3 separate regions of the Zea mays genome follow, and regions 2 and 3 are each linked to region 1. A link is a contact called in public Hi-C data. All regions are on one chromosome and are shown on one strand. Each heading gives the region's core, a stretch centred on a gene start, on an enhancer-like site or on the middle of the called end of the contact. The rest is flanking DNA. Distances are from core to core; before and after follow the strand shown. Region 1 holds the start of LOC100285443 (EMB2756). Region 2 holds the start of LOC103625842 (probable xyloglucan glycosyltransferase 9). Region 3 holds the start of LOC100285864 (thiol disulfide interchange protein txlA).

Region 1 (4,171 bases), core at 915-3,414:
TTAAAAACTGATAATAGTATGCAGCAGTATAGAAACACTGATACTAATATATGTGCTATTTTTCTCTTGTTCGGGAATACCAGAGGGCAAAGACTAAAACAGAACATCAGTACACTGCATTCTGTTTTCTCTACAACAAAAGACACAATGAAAATTTCCAACTTCTACCTTAGGAATTTTCCCATTCAACCGTTGATCTGAGAAAGGAAGATCGCTAACAAGAATGATCCGCCATAGGCCAATCACGAGGTCTTCACTGATCGTGTGTCCTTCCTCCTCTTGAGCTGCACGGGTGACTTCATCCCAGAAAGCTACATAGCAAACCTATAAAAAAATCCCAAGCATATGTCAACAAACAGGGAAAAACAACTGAAGATAATAGCCTCCAATACAAGAGTGACAAGATACCTTTCTGATGGAATTTTCGGTCATCCCTATAGGCTGATGAAGGTCGTCACCTCCACCAAATGCACAAGTTGCAACAACTACTTCACAGGATCTCATATATTCTCTGTCAACATCAGAAACTCTGAACCCTCCATTTTCATTATAAAAGCCACAGTGCACTGTCACACTTTTCTTCATCTGTAACATTCAGTCACAATGTCATAGGAATTGCATGCATTAAAAGTTTAAAACAATATAATTAAACATACATTGTAAAAATGTGATTCTACTTTGTGGGTGGTTGCCAAATGGGAACACGGAGATACATGCCACCTTCTATCTAAAGATTGTAAACTGGAACCAATTACATATCATGGTTCCGTACTTTCAACAGATTGAAGTTTCTGAGTAACTAGAACATCTGAGGCGATATCCAAAGACTCACTGAAATGTAAATGCTCAAAAAGTTAACCTTGAAGCTTTCTTCTCGTTCAGTGAGTGTCTGGTATCCTGTGAACAAGTTGAACCGGGAATTCTCTGTATGTGGTGGTGTATCATTGACGATATGGGGCAGACTTGATCTGTACAGAACTTCCTTCATCGACAAATTTGTTTCAGGAATTTCTGGAAGTTCCAAATTTTGAAGCTTCTCAGGATCAAGAAACTTCAGGCATGCTGTAAGTGCAACAATGCTTTAATTATAAGCAGAGTACATGTCTTAGTTATTGTATCGTGAGATTCTACAAGTGCAAAAAAAGGAATGCTACATAAAAGGAAACAGAACTTTGTTATAACCATAAGAAACCAGAATGATCAGTAAAATATGTGAGCTAAAAGTACTAAACAAAGAACACTTTAGCTTCAGTTTTTGCTCGTCCAGGTCGAAACAGTACAGTATTGTAAGTCCCTCTCCAGATTACTTTAGCCAACCAGCATTATTAACAGCTGTTCTCGGTTTTATACATAACCTGGTGCGGAAACAAATCTGAGATTGTTTGTGCCCAACTCATCACTGTAGCAACATTAGATTTGCAGATCGCAGGTGGATATTACACAATAAAGACTAGGAGTAACAAATCAGATAATATCAACCACACCACCAAGACCTCAACGTCAACATATATAAAACTAATAATGGAATTAAGCAGGTCTACATTTGTACCCTAATAAAAAAATCATTTTACTAGTTTACTGTAAACAAACAGACAACTGAACGAACTGAGCACAGCATTATAATACAGTCACAGTACGCATTCACGAATTAAAAGTACCAAACAAATAATTATACTAAGACGCGGCTCTATCGACAGGAATTATGAGGGTTTAAGGATCGAGTGTGGGCTTACACTTCCTGGCGCCATCGGCGGCGCGGGCGTTGCGGGAGAGGCGGCTGATGTCCGCGAAGGACGGCGGAGGCAGTGTGGAGGAGCGGGAAGGCGTGAGGCGGTAGGACTCGTAGAGGAGGAGGCACACGGCGAGGGCGGCGAGGAGGAGCGGCACGCCCAGCCGCGCGGCGCGGAAGAGGATGCGGCGGCGGCGCGCCGAAGCGGATGCGGGGCCGCGGGAGCGCTTGCGGCGGACGCGGACGCGCACCTTGCCGGTGGCCTCGTCGTCGTCGGAGACGGAGATGGAGATGCCATGGATCAGCGACGACGAGGACGGCATGGCAGGGGCCCGAAGCTGCGGGGAGAGGAGTGGGCACGGCACGGAGGGCGTGGGGTCAGGGGGGGAGGGACTGTTGCTCTTCACTGGTGTCCAAAGTGCTCTGTGTTGGGATGGGCTGCGTCATTCCGGATGGTATGCTTTTGGGTTGAGTTGGGCTGGGCTGGGCTGCGTCATTCCGTAATCCGGATGGTATGCTTTGGTCTACGCGGTGTTTTTCTGTGTTTTTTCTCTGTTGGCACATCATGAGCAGTTTTTTTTTGTCCTGTGTTTTGTGTGTAGTATAAAACCAGAAGTGCTAGAAACGAGCAGATCATGATTCACCGGCTTCCATTCTTCATCTAAAAAATCCTCCATTTTCATACTATCTTTCATACTGGTGTCTTGTGCCAATCGAGTTAACATCCGTTCTTTATAAGGCCTTGTTCGTTTCTATCGAATTGATCGAATTGCAACTGTAATCGTTCCAGCTAATCAAAGTTTATATAAATTAGAGAAACAATTCGGTTAGGAATCGTTCCGATCCATCAATCCGACACAAACGAACAAAGCCTAAAGCACTTCATTCTTGAGGTGTTTGGAATGGTTCCAAATTTCAGCTCTATCCTAAACAGTATACTTTACTAGCCTGCCAATTAAAAACAAGTTCCACCAATGCAGAATATATTTGACCAACAGAGCTGGAGAACTGGGGCCGCTTGCGTGCCTTCCTTTTAATTTGGGAGCAAAGATGCTGCAGAGGATTGAAGAGGCTAAAATCTCGATTTTAGTCCATCCAATCCTCTTCTAAACAAGCACGAGTATCTCTAATCCCTTGTCAGCAAATCTTCTGACTTCAGAGGAACTCTGTTGGCATTGCTGATATTCTTCAGTTCTTCACTAAGGTACGGGCTAACGGGCAACGCCAAGGCAAATTGCCTGGGCCCCTGGCCTGACTCCTGAGAGACCACCCCCATGTACTTTCACAAAGACGTCATAGTTGTTCTCAAACCCTAGAGTCATCAAGGGTACATTGCAGTACTCCGTCCACATTGGATTTCCCTGCAGAAGTGCAGATATAACCCTGCATATTTCGAAACAATTCAGTAAGCACAGTTGATCAAACAAACATCTTCAACTAGGCCAGTTGACATGATTGAATTTGCGCTTCCAGTTCACAATAATAATAGGTGTGTCATGTTGTATGCTTGTGCAAACCAGCCTGATAAGAAAACGGCTGGAAATTAACCTCTAGGTCAGCGGTATGTAATCCTGTAGACATTTAGGGAGTTTATAAACTGATGATACCACAGTTTGTGCTATCTATCCAAATTGCAGATAATACTTATCATGACTGCAATGCAACTACTTTCTGAAACAGAAAAGAATTGTTCCCGACATTCCCCAATCACTCTCCCCGAGTCAGCACGATGGTCCCCACTCCACTGCAGCTACCACGTCGCAACGCAATCTGGTTCTGTGTCACTCACTCTTCGATCTCCGTCCAGAAGCCCAACCACCGCCAAATTTGCTGGGAGACCCAATTATGGTGGGCGAGCACGGAGGCGCAGCTGAACCAGGCGACCAGCCCACAGCTTTGCCAAAGCAAAACCCGCAGCTTCCACTTCCAGCACACCGTGCCGGCAGGGAGTTCACAATCGCGTGACCGGTCTCGCTCACGATGACGCGGCGTTCTCGTCCGCGCGCCCCGACAGACAGCGTCGCGCGCGGCCTCGTCTGCCCGCCTCATGTGTAAGGGGAGGGGACACAACGGTGGCGTAGGTTGACAGACATGACAGTTACGTGCGATTTGCGGTCGGCGTGGACAGCACAAGGCGCACGCCGGCGTAGCCTATCGGCGACCGTCGGCGGGGTGTACGCCGCCGGCAACTGGGTGCGATCTCGTGCGCGGTGGAGTGGACCAAGGCTAGGCACGAACGCGATGGCCCAGCGGCACGGTTGTCACCACCAAACCGGACCGTGACGGGGCTCCCGTGTATACCAGCGTGCGCCGACGACGTCGTCGTCGGTCACGTCTCCTCGCCGGTCCTCGCCACCAAACCAGCTTTGCCCGCGGGTCTCCGGTCCCACCACCACCACCACGAGGCACCAGCAAACTGTTAAAATATGTGTGTTCAATCCC
Region 2 (4,171 bases), core at 1,006-3,505, 200 kb after region 1:
CCACAAAGAGTATTGCAGCAATACCTTGCATTTGATGATGTCCGGTAAACACAGCCTGAATAGCTGCATTGGACCGGAATGCCACCGATGCTGCTGCTTCCTGTAAGCCTCATAGGACTCGGGCAGTTCGCACTGGCACTGGCCACGATATGACAAAAAACAGCTCAATTGAGGAAGACAGTAAACATGAGCAAACACCGGTTCGAACATTTTAATATCAGATCTCAGCCTAGTACCTCAACATCGTTCAGGAATATAAACTTCCAGCCATGGAGATGTGCCCTGACAGCAATGTCCATATCCTCCACCGTTGTCCGCTCCATCCATCCACCTGAGTCCTCCAGTGCCTTGATCCTCCACACCCCGGCGGTGCCATTGAACCCGAAGAAGTTCAAGAACACTCCATTCACCTGCTGTTCCACCTCAAAGTGGAAGCAAAGGTTAATATACTGCAACCGGGTCAGCAGGTTCTCATCCTTATTCACAAATGACCACCTTGCTTGCACTAGCCCAAGTTCATCATTGTCCTGCAATGGTCCATTCCACGAATCAGAATTATGATACGAAACGGAGGACAAACAACCGAAAGTAAAATTCCCCTCAGTTTACCTTGAAATGTAGCACAGTGCGCTTCAGAAAGTCAGGCTGGGGTTGGAAGTCTGCGTCAAAGATGGCAACAAACTCGTAATCCTTCACGTAGCTGCAGCTCATGGCCGACTTGAGGTTTCCAGCCTTGTAACCATCCCTCAACACACGGTGCCTGTACACAATCCGGGCACCTTGCTGCTGCCATTTGGCCACCTCTTCTCTGATCAGAGCCTGTGTCAGTAGGTCATCGGAGTCATCCAGCACCTGGACCAAGAAGCTGGATTTCGGCCAGTCAAGGTTGCACACGGCCGCAATTGATTGTTGATACACCTGAACAAACCCAACAGCAAACCAATTGTCAAAAAAAAAAGACTGGAAGGTAGGTGACTAAAACTGCTTATTTAGAGCGAGAAAGACAACTGCACCAACCTCCTTCTCGTTGCACATTGGTATCTGGACAAGTACCATGGGGTAGTACCCGGCATCGGGGTCCTCCGCATCAGGTAATGCCGGGGACTTCGGCTCGGGCTTGATGCGCTTGACGCGGATGTAGAAGCAGCCAAGGCACAGGATGAGGCGGTCGGCGCTCTGGACGAGGAAGAGCACGACGCAGGCGTCGGTGAGGAACTGTATCCCCGGCGCAACGTAGGCGGCGCGGAAGCGCAGCCAGGAGGCGTACAGCGACTCGAGGCCGAGGGCGGGGAGGGCGAGCGCGGAGGCGGCGAGGTCCCAGCCGTTGATGTACGCCGCGACCTCGACGGCCAGCAGGAGCAGGGAGACGACGAGGAAGGCCCTGATGAAGGCGTAGAACCCGGAGCGCACCACGGGGCTCTCGCCGGCGACGGCCAGCACGCCGGCGTCGGCGTCGGCGTCGGCGTCGGTCCTCCCCGCGGCCACCCTGCGCCTGGCCGCGGCGCCCAGCGCGACGGCGGCGGAGGCCAGCGAGGCGAGGCACCCGGCGGCGCGGTGCGCCTTGAGGAGCAGCACCCACCTGATCTGCTTGGCGTTCTTGGTGCGGGCCCCCTTGCGGCGGCGGCCGCCGGCGGCGGCCAAGATGTCCTCGTCGTCGTCGTCGTCCTCCGGAGACGAGATCTCGGAGATCGACCAGTTGGGGTTCTCCATCTTGACCACCACCGGCGTGCCCCGGTAGGCGTCGCCGCCGGCCTTGCCGCCCCACAAGCCGCTGCACGGCGCCATCAATGGCCGGTCCAAGAAAGCCGCCGCGTCCGCCGGCCTAGGCCACGCCTCTCCTTCTCTCTCCCTTCTCACGAAATAGCCACTCTATCCGCCAAACGCTAATCCTGGGCTTCCCTTCCTTTTTGGCTCCGCTAACTGCACTCCAATGCCAGTCTCTCTTCTCACAGGAAAATCCCCAAGGTTACTTACTAGTGCTAGTGGTACTCTGCAGAAGCTCCGCTCCACTTCTGTTTGTGAGTGGGCTTATGAACAAGAGAAGAGGATGGGGGGAGCTGCGCTGGTGAGTCTGAGCGGAGGGAAGGTGACGAAGGACTGGGAAACAGCTCAACACGTCTTGGGAGAGAGAGAGTCGAGAGCTCGGTCGGACGGGAAGCCCACAATACTTTCGATGTTCGCTTGTCCTTCCGCGTGTCTGTGGTTTTTCGCAGCGACTAGTTTTGGTTGAGTATTCCTTCTTCCGGCCTTGGTTTGGTAAGGCTTTTAAGTAGGGCGTTAATTACGCGGCTTCTGTGGGTTAGACATGGCATGGCAGGTGGTGGAGGGCAAAAGAAGAGGAAACATTAGGATAAGAGATCCTTTCGTGGCATCTTTGGGCACACGTGGATTAATCCATTTAGGTAGAGGTCCTTTCGGGTGCGTTTGTTTCCAAGGGTGAGATGAGATAAAGCCGCTCCATTAATCCATTATACATTTGGTCGGAGAACCAACGGAGTTTTTAGAATAGAGCGACTCTAAATCAGAAACATTTCCATATGATTTAGATCGAGCTCGCTCCAAAATAACGGTTGAACGAAGCCATTCTACTTCACCTTTTTTTTGCAGTCGGCCCTAACGGAAAATAGAATAATTTCACCTCACCGTTAAAATCTAGGATAGAGCCGCTCCGGTGTCTAAATCTGAAATAGAACCGCTTTAATTCTATGGCTCTTCAATCAAACGGACCCTCCGAAAAGAAATTTACATTTCCCTAAACACTTACATGTAGCCGTCTGAACTAGCTAGCAGACTGCTAATAGAGTGCTTGGGTGATCCATGGACGAGGATTACCAGCCTCGTGACGCATTTAAAACTATCGTTTGGACTGCGCGGGAACGCCAAGTACGTGAGCAACGAGAGGAGGACCAGTACCAGGTGGCCTCGAGCCGCGACGAATATTCGCTTGTTTATATAGTACTGTCCAAACGTCAACGGCAGAGATATGCCCAATGTTTCTTTCTTTTCTTTTCTTTTTGGTTCGAATTTTTAATTCTCCGACTACTAGTATACTAGTGCAGTGCCATTTCCCAGAAAAATTCCTTGCCCCTCTCTCGTTCCACGTGCTAAACGACGGTTTAATATAGCTAAGTACTCCCTCCGTTTCTTTTTATTTGTCGCTGGATAGTGTAAAATTGCACTATCCAGCGACAAATAAAAAGAAACGGAGGGAGTATGCTTTAAGGGCGTATCAAATGGCTAACCAAATATTAGTGCTGAGATAAATTACTATTTTTATTGTTCTCTTAGCTCCAACTTCAACTAGCTATTCAAGATAACCATCGATGGACGCCTCGGTGTGACGTCGTTCCAATAGGCCCCCTTCATAACATGTGCGTTACTGCGTTAGTATGTTTGATCGATCGCGTTTGGTTCTGTCACGAACTGGTACTAGTGGTAAAAGCTTGAGCTCTGTGATCAGTGTCACATCACACATCGGTATCGGGCTATCAGACAAGGGGAAGAAGACGATCTGAGAGAGGCTAACGACATGTCGGTGGCAGCAGTCTAAAAGTGGCGGCAGAGAGCAAACAGAGGAGCGGCGGACAGGTTCTTCGGTTGCACGCCCAAGAGCTCTCTTTCCTCCTTGCCGTCGCCGAGCTGAAGGTAGCGACCGAATCCGATCGGCACGGCTGTGAACCTTATGCACGCATGAACTGATTTAAATTCCACGTGCTGTTGTTGCCCGCGCCCACCCCGTCTCGGTCGGTTGGCTCCAGGCGCGCGACCGACCCACATGCCGGCCGGGAACGCCGCACGTGAGTGTGACTGTGAGAGCGAGGCCACCTACAACGACATCTGCTGTGTGGTGCTCGCTGTCGCTAGCTTGTTCGTTACATTACTTGTTCGTTTCCCGTTCTGACAGCGACATTATTGTCAGCTTTGTACCCCCTTCGGTCACATGAGTCCGTCGTTCTAGAGCTTGTTCTGAGTCATTCTAATTAAATTTTAACGGATAATACATGTAAAATCATACTGTTTTAAAGTAAAGCATAGTAGGACTGATGATGGATTTAGTGAGTTTACTTTTATGTTATAAAATCTTATAAAATGTCTAGCATATTCGGTCAAAGTTAATAATAATTGATTTAGGGCAAGTCCACGCAAACTCAGTGTGGACTGAGCGAATTTA
Region 3 (4,171 bases), core at 445-2,944, 130 kb before region 1:
ATCCAGAAAGGCGAAGTGAGGAATGCCTTCCACCCCGAACTCGTCAAGCTCTTGCTCCCACTTCGTGTTGTCAACATTCAGCATCACAAAATTGACACGGTCCCTGGAAAGAACGCTCGAGATGTGTAAATAGGATTGGCGAGAATCGGATAAATAAAGGCAACGGATTCGAAGATGGTCTTCGTAAAAAATAATTGTGTTTTGACGATCTTGGTCAACAGAAGGTCCAATCAAGTGCGGTTAATAGGATAGGCAACATGATAAAATCATGGAGAAGCATTGCTTCTATGAAATGAGCCACAGTTGTTATTTGAGGTTTAAAGTGCAAAAATGTGAAAAGTGGTCTGAAAACACGTTACTTGTATTGCTGTTCCACTTTGTAGATATCCGGAGCTAATTCTCTGCAGACCTCGCACCAGTCTGCATAAAACTCAACCACAGTGGGCCTGCCATTTGAAAGAGCCTGCGGATGGATTTATCAGGTTAAGTTTCATATACATTCATGGTGAAGAAAAACATCTACAGAATAATGTGATTCCAGCTTAGCAGGGTTTTTGGTCAAAATAAATTTGACAGTCAACAAAATGGAATAGATTAATAAGAAAATGCTAGTAACATATGGCAGGAACTAGATGAATCACGTATCAAACAAAGAATACCAATACGACTTGAAGTAACCGAAGATGCATGGATTCAGTAACAGGGCAGAGAAAAAGAAGAAAAATACATTGCTTTGTCTACTGAAATTATTACTTTCCACTTTTCCAGTCAGTTACTATTCTGCATATCATGAACAACAATTGCAAAGAATGATACAGTAACACCACCGTTTGTAAATACCAGCCAATCACTTTTGTTTTTGGAAACCAACCAATTAACTAAATAAACACAAAGCGTAGTATTGGTTCGAGTATATGAACTCTAGCATTTTCACCAGGCACATAATGCACATCAAGGACAAAAATGCTGACCTCTTCATATGGAACCGAATTGGCTGCAAGATCTTTAAGAGATGCCTCGCTAAGATTGAGCCTCTGGGATGCAAACAGAGCCACCGCTCCAAGAGTGGACAGTAGTGCTACCCTTCTGTTGAGATCCTTATTCGGGAGAGCTGGAAGCCCAGCATCCTCGGGTGTACTAGTCGGAGCATCTTCTTGGATAGATTCAGCTTTCACAGCCTGCTCATCCTGTGGAAGGAAAATACCACGTCAGTGCGTCAGTCCATACTTCTCAATGGGTGATTGAGGTATAACCAAGCAAGAGTATTGGCTCAAGACTGCAAAATCCCAGTAACTTGTTTCTGCCTTCTACCATCTACACAGGTTGGGACTTGGAAGAGTATTGACTTAGTAGACTAGGTTTTCCTCGTAATTGCTTTGGAAAATAATAATTTCCACAGCTTCATTTTGTATGCAGGGAAATAACTTGAGGTAGGTGGGTCTTTGGTGTGCTAAGAAAACGCACCGTCTGTGGCTCCGCGGAGTCGGGCGGCGCGACGCAGGCGAGGGGGGTCCTCGGCCGGCGCAGGCCCCACCGCGGCCGCAGACGGAGCGAAGAGGACGGACGGGAGCAGCACCGTGCTCCGGCGAAGCTTGGCGGGAGGAGAAGGCCGTAACACCTCGCGGAGGCCACGCTCGCCATTTCTTTCGCTCTAGACTAGATTTTGCAGCTCTGCTGCTTCGGGTTCGGGCTCGCAGCAGAGTCAAACCCGGAGAGGCGGAGGAGAACTGGAGAAGGATGATGTGGGTGGCCAGCGTGGCGCCACGCAGCCCGGAATCGTGCGATGCATGAGGACTGGGCAATTATGGGCTTTGGAAAGGCCCAACACGTAAGGCAGAGAAGCAGTAACCCAATCGGTCCATACCGCACAAGCAACACGCGATCGGTCCAATAGGGATGATATGTCCGGCCTAATAAAAGAATAAAAGCACGTACCGGCCCTTCTTTTTTCATCAAAGCTTTTTTATCGTACAAATAAACAAGTTCGTACCTTCCAACGATATTTATCATATTTTATATAGTTATGTAGATGATTTGTGACTTAAAAATTTATCAAACAATCATGCCATGCATTTCAATTCGTCCCAGTATTGAACTTAACAAATATGTTGCGACACGTGGCAATCTAAACACATCTGCACATGAATCTTAAAGATTTATCCAAGGATCGTATTATGTTTTATGCGTTTGTATGAAAAAAAGGTCTATTTTACCTCTCTGGATTACGTCACAGTCTACCACTCTCAACCTCTAAAAACAAATATCTTACTCATCGGCCTCTCGAAACTATTCAAATCACCTCTTCGCCCTACTTTAAAGGGGGTTTGAAGACAACTTTGGTATTTTCGGTACTTTCTATAAAAGCTCGATAAGGATATTAGAACAAAAAAACATCTAAACTTTTAAACATTGTAAAATAAAAGTCTTAAGATAGGTTGGGATGAAATAAAATATCTAGAGCTCATGGAAACACTTTTAAAAACTTTTAAAAAAGATTTATCTATAGGAAAACAAAAAAAAAATCTAAAGCATATAAATTTCATTCTAATAACATTCTAGCATGTTTTGAAAAACTTTACATAACCAAAAGACACAACCATCATAAATGCATTTAATATCAATGTATGTGACATTCATGCTGGTTGTATATATTAATTTCACAATGCAGAGTTATAAACTTGGTTATCCATTGATTAGAAAAGTATTGTTAGTTAGTTTCCTGTCTTTTTAATATATTTGTCTCAATTTGTTAGAGCTAGATGTTTTTTTTAAAATTACTTTTGGGTATATTTTCATGAATTATAAATATTTACTAGTACTCTTTATATTGTAATCTAACCCTGTAACTTTCGTCCGTACTCTTAGACGGTTAGAAACGTCTTCTGTGGTATAAAAACAGTATCAAGTACCCCCTCCGTTTCTTTTTATTTGTCGCTGGATAGTGTAATTTTGCACTATCCAGCGACAAATAAAAAGAAACGGAGGGAGTATTCATTATTTTTTAATACAAAAAAATGTATTTAAAACTACTAGATTATTTGGACTGGTTTGAGAGCCGAGGATCTAAAGTTGAAGGATAAATGGGGACGAAGAAACACACGATAGGCAGCCCAACCGGCTCATCCCACCGAGCCCCGCATAGCGAAGCCCAATAAATGAGGCTAAGATTTACGGCCCAGTGAGCTGAACGCACGGATTTAGGGTCCCGGTCTCCCGGCGCGCGCGCATCGCTCGCCCTGCCCGCTCAATCATAAGATAGGCAAGCGGGAGGTGCCAGCGATTGCGATGCCGCACGCGATCATTGTGTCGCTCGTTCGTTGCCCACAATTTGCCACGCTTGCGTGCCATCAGTGCGAGCTGGGCTGCCTTGTCGTCTCCGCATGCCCCGTTGCTTGTCGCGGCCCCGTCGTCCCTGATCCTGCCAACCTGCTCGCACGAAAACAATTAATCGAGACAATGACTGGATCGAAACGAGCTGGTCGGCCAATGATGGGCAGTGGTTGTGGGATCGATGCTTAGTTATCTGCCAGACACGACTAGATCTTGCCAGCGTCTTCTGAATCTCTAGCCACTAGCCAGCCAGCCAGCCGGCCGGCGGCCGTGATGCGTGTCTCTGCACGCCATGCATGCCGCCGTTGGTCCTGATCATTCCACAAATGCAGCCAATCCCCATGTGAGCCTACAGCGGATCACTAACCGTCACTCTCTGCGTACGAAAGCATGCTATAGAGTTGTTAATTGATGGAATTGCTGGTGGTTGCCTTAATTTGTTTAGTCTCGCGCCACCTTTGTCCCTTGCGATGTACACTTACTGCTGTAACATTCTGTAGCGGAATGTTTAGCCTTAATTTTTCTCTGCCGGCGGGCCCCGCCCACGGCATAAGACTAGTTCGTTCCTAGCTTGCATGCTTGTCGTTGTGTTCGTTCTTCCGCCGCCGGTACTGATGGGCTCCCGTAGTACAATGTTTCAGATGAGCAGCAAATCGGCACTGCAATTGCAGGACTTTGCTCTCCCGTAGTACGTTAGCTGGTACTTCGATCCAGGCCACTTCTTCAAATTCATTGGAGGCAATCCCATTTCTGAACAGGCTCCAGCTCAGGCCTCAGAGCCTCAGACTAGGACCGAGAAGAGCTGAACTCTTGGCAAACAAAGACAGGGAAAAAAAAACTG

The links. A called contact is a pair of places that touch in the nucleus more often than the background predicts.
Region 2: a Hi-C map of bundle sheath shows a contact between it and region 1, with 2.8 times the contacts expected there. The contact joins the promoter of LOC103625842 here to the promoter of LOC100285443 in region 1. A contact is called at or near these places in 2 of 25 Hi-C or Micro-C datasets (bundle sheath and tassel).
Region 3: a contact with region 1 is called in a Hi-C map of tassel, with 2.4 times the contacts expected there. The contact joins the promoter of LOC100285864 here to the promoter of LOC100285443 in region 1. A contact is called at or near these places in 3 of 25 Hi-C or Micro-C datasets (ear, seedling and tassel) and 1 of 3 datasets of contacts at active chromatin or transcription factors (leaf).

Annotation. Positions count from the first base shown.
Region 1 is chr5:6,137,726-6,141,896 of Zm-B73-REFERENCE-NAM-5.0, reverse strand. It overlaps LOC100285443 (EMB2756), which reads right to left and starts at 2,164. Exons shown (of 6, transcript NM_001158336.3): 1 at 1,734-2,164; 2 at 860-1,062; 3 at 409-585; 4 at 169-324. The coding sequence starts at 2,052.
Region 2 is chr5:5,937,647-5,941,817 of Zm-B73-REFERENCE-NAM-5.0, reverse strand. It overlaps LOC103625842 (probable xyloglucan glycosyltransferase 9), which reads right to left and starts at 2,255. Exons shown (of 4, transcript XM_023300102.2): 1 at 1,018-2,255; 2 at 610-918; 3 at 237-527. The coding sequence starts at 1,785.
Region 3 is chr5:6,270,575-6,274,745 of Zm-B73-REFERENCE-NAM-5.0, reverse strand. LOC100285864 (thiol disulfide interchange protein txlA) reads right to left here and starts at 1,694. Exons shown (of 5, transcript NM_001158754.2): 1 at 1,465-1,694; 2 at 972-1,187; 3 at 360-463; 4 at 1-103. The coding sequence starts at 1,641.